Regions from separate parts of the Sus scrofa genome. Here region 2 is linked to region 1. A link is a contact called in public HiChIP or PLAC-seq data. All regions are on one chromosome and are shown on one strand. The core of a region is the stretch at or near the end of the contact, and the rest is flanking DNA. Distances in the headings are between cores, read along the strand shown. Region 1 holds the start of WDR64 (WD repeat-containing protein 64). Region 2 holds the start of DEGS1 (delta 4-desaturase, sphingolipid 1).

The links. HiChIP or PLAC-seq counts read pairs in DNA pulled down with a chosen protein or histone mark.
Region 2: an H3K27ac HiChIP or PLAC-seq map of skeletal muscle shows a contact between it and region 1, with 5 times the contacts expected there. The contact joins the promoter of DEGS1 here to the promoter of WDR64 in region 1. A contact is called at or near these places in 2 of 5 promoter capture datasets (fetal liver and liver) and 1 of 2 datasets of contacts at active chromatin or transcription factors (skeletal muscle).

What each region holds. Positions count from the first base shown.
Region 1 is chr10:11,833,467-11,837,331 of Sscrofa11.1, reverse strand. WDR64 (WD repeat-containing protein 64) reads left to right here and starts at 2,045. Exons shown (of 28, transcript XM_021064368.1): 1 at 2,045-2,298. It overlaps CHML (rab proteins geranylgeranyltransferase component A 2), which reads right to left and starts at 1,860. Exons shown (of 2, transcript XM_021064370.1): 1 at 1,466-1,860.
Region 2 is chr10:12,555,494-12,559,620 of Sscrofa11.1, reverse strand. DEGS1 (delta 4-desaturase, sphingolipid 1) reads right to left here and starts at 1,856. Exons shown (of 3, transcript NM_001244121.1): 1 at 1,668-1,856. The coding sequence starts at 1,749. LOC110255640 (a long non-coding RNA gene) reads left to right here and starts at 1,956. Exons shown (of 3, transcript XR_002336219.1): 1 at 1,956-2,039; 2 at 3,393-4,127.

The DNA.
Region 1 (3,865 bases), core at 796-3,295:
GTAGGCTGGCAGCTGCAGCTCTGATTCAACCCCTAACCTGGGAACTTCCATAGGCCACAGGTGCAGCTATAAAAAGGGAAAAAAGAAAAAAAAAAATATATATGTAGGTATGTATTAAGGAATCATAACATACATAATATTTGAGTTTGTTACCACATAGGTTAGTGATTATCAATATTTTGATAATGCTACAAAGGTTTTGCTCTTCTAAACCTGTTAAGATAAAAGCAGTAATAAATTATTAGGGATTTTAGGACTTTTTAAAAGGAAACTTACGACCTGAGAAATATACATTTCTATTTCAAATCTTTGTATAAGTGAAACTTCTGGACCACACACACAAAAATAGTTTCTTTCCCAAGCTTGGAAAAATCACATCTTCAATGACACGTTGGGTAGCTCGTCCTTTGAAATGTCAATCTCAGTGAGATTTAAATCTTCAATAGGAGTAAGAGTAGTTTTTTAAAAAATTTCAGGGAGTTCTCGTCATGGCGCAGTGGTTAACGAATCCGACTAGGAACCATGAGGTTGCGGGTTCGATCCCTGCCCTTGCTCAGTGGGTTAACGATCCGGAGTTGCCATGAACTGTGGTGTTGCAGACGCGGCTCGGATCCCACGTTGCTGTGGCTCTGGCGTAGGCCGGTGGCTGCAGCTCCGATTAGACCCCTAGCCTGGGAACCTCCATGTGCCGCGGGAGCGGCCCAAAAAATAGCAAAAAGACAAAAAAATAAAAAAATAAAAAATTTCAATTAACGATCAAGTTCTAGTTTAATGAAATCTACTGGCTGCATAGCTAATTATCTGTCCATTTCAGTAGGGGTTCTCTGAGCCATTTTTGCAATCTCGCCTTATATTTTGGTGTGGTGGAACCTATAAGGAGGAAAATATAGTAAAAATAGCTTATAGAGCACAATTTGCATTCTGAGGACCTGAATAAAACTATTTCACTTCCTAGAAAGCAAAGGTTTACAACTGATAATGAGCATTTTAAAAAAAAATTTACACATTGTTGCTATGTCAGATTTCTACCTCTCATTTTAGCAAAATAATATATGAATTAAATCACTTCTCATCACCCTCTCCAAGTTTCACAAATACTACCACTTTTTTTCTTGAAGTTCTTGACTTCACCCTCTCGTTTCTTTCCTCAAAGTGTCAAAACCACTGTCTCGGGCCCTACTGAATTAAATCAGGAGGTGAAAGCAGACAAGTGAGATGAGCTCCCGAGCAGGTGATTGAGGAGCTGCGGCAGCAGGCTGGGGTCTGGGTGGGCGAGGGGCCTGGGAGCACGGGGAGGGGCGGAGATCAGCGAGCGAGGAGGACCGGTGGAGGGAGTGAGGTCTGGGAGCGGATGAAGTGAGGCGGGGAGGCCGGAGGAAGAGATGTCGAGGCGGGGGAGGCGAGGTCAGGAGAGCACAGCCTCTAGGTCGGGGCGCAGAAGGAGGCGGTCTCCGCCGGCACTCACCCTACAGGCTGCTGATGAAGCCGTCTCACGCACCATCCGCGCCGCCCCTCTGTGGGGCGCGAAAGCCACCGCGGCCGCGAGAACGGAAGGCAGCAGGTGGCGGAGGCTAACGATGAGCAGGGGGCGCCCGGCGAAGCGGGGCTGCGGAGCCGCTGGAATTTGAAGTAGAGGACGAGCAGCAGCAGGATGCTTCCGGCGCAGCAGTGCCCCGCACCCGTAGTCGCCCCGATAGGCGGCGTGAGGGCCCCACGGCGCCCTCGCCGCCCCGCCACCTCTCTGGGTGTGCACGCCAGGCGCCGGCGCGCACCGCTCTGGTTGGGGCTCTGCGCGGGGCTCTGCGCACTCAGAGGTCCCCGTCGCCCCTTTCTGCCCCTGCGCAGACCGCTGACGCCGCTCGTAACCCCGCCCCTTCCCGCCCTGTAGCCCCGCCCCTACCCCCTCCCTACCGTAACCCCGCCCTTTCCCTCCCTGTAGCCCCGCCCCTACGCCCCTCCCAGCCGTAACCCCGCCCCCTAGCGCCCTGTAGCCCCGCCCCGGAGCACCTCCCAACCTTAACCCCTCCCCTGCTCGCTGTCCAAGCTGCTTCCTGATTCGCCGGGTCCTCTCCCCACGCCCTGAGGTCCCCAGTAACCCGCCACCGCCGGCACAGTCCGTGGGGGCCTGGAGGCAAAGCATCGCCGGGGGCTCCTCTCTCCGCAGCCCTCCTCACCCAGCTGGAAGGGCTCTCCTCTTTCCCCACTCACTCCCTCATTAAGGACCATTTATGGCAGGATCCTTTGGCTTCTCCCTCTCCGGGAAGCTGTTACTACCCGCTCGCGTACTGCACACTTGAGGTAAGCCCCGGCTGCACCCCAGGCCTGCTCATTTTGCCCTTGCTGTCCTCCATGCAGGGGCGCTGTGGCGACTGAGGCGGCGCCCTCGAGCTCCAGCCCACATCTCGCAGTTGCAGAGAGGTGGGTGCTATACCTGGGGCAGCACCTCTGGCCTTTTACCCAGTGAAAATAGAGGGCAAGGCAAGCATAGGTCCCGGAACTGACCGTAGTCTTTGCGGGGTGCACAGTCCTGAGCTGGTCCTACAGGCTGTCCTGGGCGCCGCTGGCCAGCACTGTGCCTGTGCAAGGGCGAAGGAACTGCCCTCCACGAGGGAGTGTGTCTCCCACCTCCATTAGAAGATCCCTAGAAAATTGCTAGCTTCACTGAACCCCGGTTTTGTGGGCCTTGGAGATATAATCTAATTGTCAAGACAAGGTTACTTCCTATCATGGTGCATGGAGCAATAGCTGGTGATTTTTTCTTAAGGCTTCCGATCTGGACTTGTCCTCTAGGGGACTCACCCACCCAGTCCTTTTAAAAACTCTAATTTTATATTTTAGATTTATACAACCATTTAACAAGCTCTGTGCCTAATATCCGTTGTGTTTACAACATGTGCCTAGTCTACAGTAAGGTCTTAATAAATAGTAGTTTGATGCATGCTTAAATGAAGAGGGACTCTGTGTTTTTTCCCAAGGTATTCATTCATTCTTTCATTGGTGCTGAGTTCCTGTCCTCATAAAGCTTATGTTCCAGTCGTGTTGGGAGAACAGATGATAATCAAATATGTAGTGTTGTGAAATGTGCCATAAAGAAAATAAGACAGGAGCTCCTGTTGTGGCTCAACAGGATGCAGCCACTGTGACTGCAGTGGCTCAAAAAACATGGATTTATCGTATGATCCAGCCATTCTGCTTCTAGATATATAGCCAAAAGAATTAATTGAAAGCAGGGGCTGGAACATGATTTTGTCCACCAGTGTTCATAGTAGTAGTATTCCCAATAGCCAAACGGTGGAAATAAACCAAATGTCCATCCACAGAAAAATGGATACACAAAATGCGATATGTACATACAATGAATATTATTCCATCATAAAAAGAAATGAAATTCTAATACGTGCTGCAACATAGATAAATCTTGAAAACATTATGCTAAGTGAAATAAGCCAGACACAAAAGGACAAATATATGATTCCGCTTCTGTGAGGGACTGAGAATAGGCAAATTCTTAATGACAGAATGTAGAATAGTTCAGGGCTGCGGGGAGGGCGGGATGGGGAGTTAGCGGTTCACGGGTACAGAGCTTCAGTTCGGGAGGTTGTCAAAGTTCTGGAAATGAAGAGCGGGGATGGTAGCACAGGTAGATAGTTGATTATGCCACTGAACTGCTCACTTAAAATGACTGAGATGATAAATTTTATGTTCTGCATATTTTGCCACAATAAAAAGCATTTTCAGATTGTGCCTGCATCTCATTCTGTTAAAGTAGGAGAAGCGTGCAGATGTAACCAGTTTACTGAGTGAGCTGGACTCGGTAGGTGCAAGTGAAATGAACTTGATCTCCAATATCTTTTTCCAGCTGTTC
Region 2 (4,127 bases), core at 607-3,106, 720 kb before region 1:
GAACAGTATTTATACCTGCAGGGAAAATAATGTTTTCATTGAGAAGTATATAGTCCTTTTACTTTTCAAGTGAAATGGTCCAGTGATAATAAGTTTGTGGGGAAAAGGCTCAATATTGAGATAAGCATCAACAATCACCTTTCTACTTCCTTGATTTTCTGAATATTAAACAGCTAAGTTCCAGTATCCAGGAGTTGGTGAGGGTGGATACCAGATTACTCTTATGCAGTGTGATCAGGCATAGATAAAAAATGAACCTTATGCTATCTCTTATGTGTAAGTGATGTGCAAAATACATGCTTTAATTAAAAGTAAAAAGAAGGAAGGCATCCAAGAACCAGTCTCTTAATAGGCTACCCTTGATAGCAACTATAAAGGCTCGACTCCCAATTTACTGACTCAATTTTTAAAAATCCATTTCAATGGGATCTACTAACTCCTTTTTGTGAATACATGAACTTTCCACCCTTAGATACCCCAGAAAAAAAAATCAGGGGCTCGCTTTTTCTTTTCACTGCACAAATGGAGAAGAAAAACTAGGGGAATACTGTGTATGAGAAAGAGTTCCTCCTATTCAACTTGCCACCCACTACTCTCCTGATTTTTGAAACAACAGCCAAGAGGTTAAAAGCATCTGCTTTGGACGCAATCTAACCCACATCAGAATTCCCTCTAACATTTACTTATTCGCCCTTACCTCATCTTTGAAATAGGGAGAATCCTCCTCATTGGGAGGATTAAATTGGGTAATGTTTGTAAAGCACTCAACACAATGCCTACCATATCATTAAAAGTACCCTGGGAGAAAGGAGAGAATTCTCTGTGCAGTACAGAAGCTGCAAATAGCTGAGCGCCTTACACCTCTAGAGGCCTAGTTAACCTGATGTAAAGGCCCTAAGTTAGCAGTTAGGGGTCGAGAAGGCTAATCTTGGCAAGTCTTCCATACTTCAGACTTTCATCTACAGAACTGGGATGGATGAAAAAATATATATGAAACTGCCCTTTTTGCACCCCTTCTTGCTGTGAGGATGAGAGCGGCCTGATCATAGCAGGACCCAGATCCTGGAACGCTCACCGCGGGGTCACACCAGTCGGGTACCACCCGACCCCTCCCCGGGCCCAAGACCGCAAGCAGCTCTTGCCAGGATCGCCTGTCCGCGTCTTGCCAACGTCAGCGCGCCCAGCGCGTGGGCCCCAAGATGCTGGCGGGCCACGCCCTGCCTGGCGCAAGCTCGCTGGCTGGCTTCGGCCAGGCCGGGTCGGCAGAGGTGGAGGAGGGTGAGGAGGGAGAGGAAACGGCACCCACCAGCGGCATAGGAATCAAGGCGCTCGGGGGACCCGGCTCTAAGCAAACCCAGGTCGGGACCGGACGCCCGCGCTCGAGGGCGCGCCTGAGCTCTCCGCCGAAGGGCCGGGGACGCGCGGGGCTCCTTCCCTCCCGCCCCGGGCCCGAGCCCGAGCCCGAGCCCGAGCCCGGGAGCTCGGGCCTGAGCCTACCCTGGCCTTTCCCGCGCCGCGGCGCGGCCAACCTGCCCGGGCGGCGGCTGGACGCGGCAGGAGCCGGCTCTTAACGGGCCTCGGGCGTTCAGGGGCTGCTCACGGAGGGCGCGTCCTGGAGGCGGGAGGCCGCGCGCGCGCACATAACGGGGCGCAGGCCCAGACCTCACCCAGGATCTCCTGGCGCCGACTGGCGTGGGGCTGGTCAGTGTAGACCCACTCGAAGTCTTCCCGCGCAACTCGGTTCCCCATGGCGGCGACGGAGGCGGCGGCGGCTCGCGAGCCTGCTCCCCGCTCTCGATCTCCGAGGTGAAGGCGAAAGCGGCGACGGCAGCGGCGGCAGCTCCCGACTCGTGTCAGCCGGCGGAGGGCGGAGCCACGGAGGAGAAGGAGGCCGGGGCGGAGTCCAGAGGCCCCGCCCCCGCCCCACGCCCCCAGGGGGAGCGCGGCGGGGCGGGCGAAGCCCACGCAGAGTGTTCCTGCGAGTCCCGGTTCCCTGCGGCCTATCCTGCCAGGTGCCGGTGCCCGAGCCCGGGGAAAAGGTGAAAAAGGTCTTAAGTTACAGATTGCGCTTTAACGCCTCCGGGGAAGGCCGGAGCTCCATCACGAGGATCCTTGGTCATTAATGAATGGCATCTAGCCCAAGTTTTGTTTATTTTTGGCCGCCTACTGGAAATAATACCTCACGGGGAAAAATGCGGAGTGTGTGGCTATTAAAAGCTAATAAAGAGAAAGGAAATCACTGCTGTTGAGAGTGAAAAATGAGGAGGAATTTGTTTCGCCTGAATTATTCTATTGCTCTTACAAGGTGATTGCTCAACCTTACATCTGTCACAGAAGCGGTCCGAACCACCACCTCTTCCTGAAGGAGGGGACGTTTTGTTTCAAAATAAGTTACCACTTCTCCATTAAAAAAGAAACTTTGACTAAGATGACAAAAAGGACGATAACCAACAGAGTGTGCCGCAGAGTAAGCGAACGGCACGAACCCGCAAGCCCCGAGATACAACTGTAATGAGTAGAAAATGGAACAGAGGAGAATGTTATGCTACACCACAGCTATGGAATCGCAAGACCTTAAATATGGGACAACGTACTGGGTACTTTAATAAGTAAAATGCAAAAGAAACAAGGAAAAGAGGAAATTGCAATGTATTGGTTTTTCGTTCTTGTTTTTGTTTTTTTGCCTCTGTCAGTGGAAGTTACCCGGCCAGGGTTGGAACCCGCACCACAGCTGTAACCAGAGTCACAGCAGTGACCATCCTGGACCGCTGAGCCACGAGGGAACACCTATTGATCTTATTTAGATTGTGATTCAAATTGTCAAGTTTTTTTGTTTTGTTTTGGGTTTCGGTTTTTTTTTTTTTTTTTTTTTTTTTTTTTTTGTCCTTTTGCCTTTTCTAGGGCCGCTCCCACAACATATGGAGGTTCCCAGGCTAGGGGTCTAATCCGAGCTGTAGCCACCGGCCTTCACCACAGCCACAGCAATGCCAGATCCAAGCTGCATTTTCAACTTACACCACAGCTCACAGCAACGCTGGATCCTTAACCCACTGAGCAAGGCCAGGGATCAAACCTGCAACCTCATGGTTCCTAGTCAGACTCGTTAACCACTGCACCACGACGGGAACGCCATGATATATTCTTTTGAGGAAGATTTCCTTTCCTCAATGTTATGTTTTTGAGATCTGTGCCTGTTGATGCTTGTGTCAATAATTTATTCCTTTTTATTGCTAACAGTATTTTTACATCTCAAGCTGCCAGACTTATTTATCCCATCACCAAGTGATAGATGTGTGGATTTTTTCTAGTTTTGAGCTACTTATTATAAATAAATCTGCTATGAATTGTCACGGACATATCTTTGCATTAACATATGTTCCCATTTATTTTAGGGGAAATACCTAAAAGAAGGCCGGTAGAATGATATACAGAAAGCTCTCACGGAGATGCCTCCTGGCTCCCTGGGGAAAAGATGTCTGTGTGTTGATGAGGTGGGTGTGATCACCTCCGTGGCTGGAAGACCACCGATGGGTGGACAACACAGTCACGCTTCAGGTGGGTTCAAAAAAATAAGAAAGATAGAGTGAAAGAGAGAGAGAAAAACAGAAAGACTCAAGACCATTGTATAAATGAAGGAATAACTGTTGGAAAATTAAGAAAAAATCCATAGTTGCGTATATACACACCTGTCTTCATAATTACAAAAGTGCAGGCATATATAAAAAGGGACAAATGATGGCCTGACATGACGGCTGGGGAGCTGAGTGAATGGAGTGCATTGGAGTAGACTGGCCTCAGGGCTCTGAAACTCTTTGAAAGATAGCCCACTTGGGAGGGAAGTTCTTGGTATTGCAAGAAAGTGGAGGAAGAGAATCCACCCAGCATGCTGCCCAGGGCCATTGCAGGCCCCCACCCTCAACCCCTGCTCCCGGGACGGGGCGGGGGGGCTGCTGAGCCCGAGAGAGGAGGCCGTCCTGAGGGGTGCTGTTAGAGACGATGGCCACAAGGCGGCGCCAGAGGACCTCCTGGGCCCAGCTGCCTTTGAGGGCAGCAGAGGCGGGCCGAGAAGTTGGGAGGATTGGGTGTTGGGCAGAACCGACAGCGAGCCCCCAGAGGTTTGGGGTCGC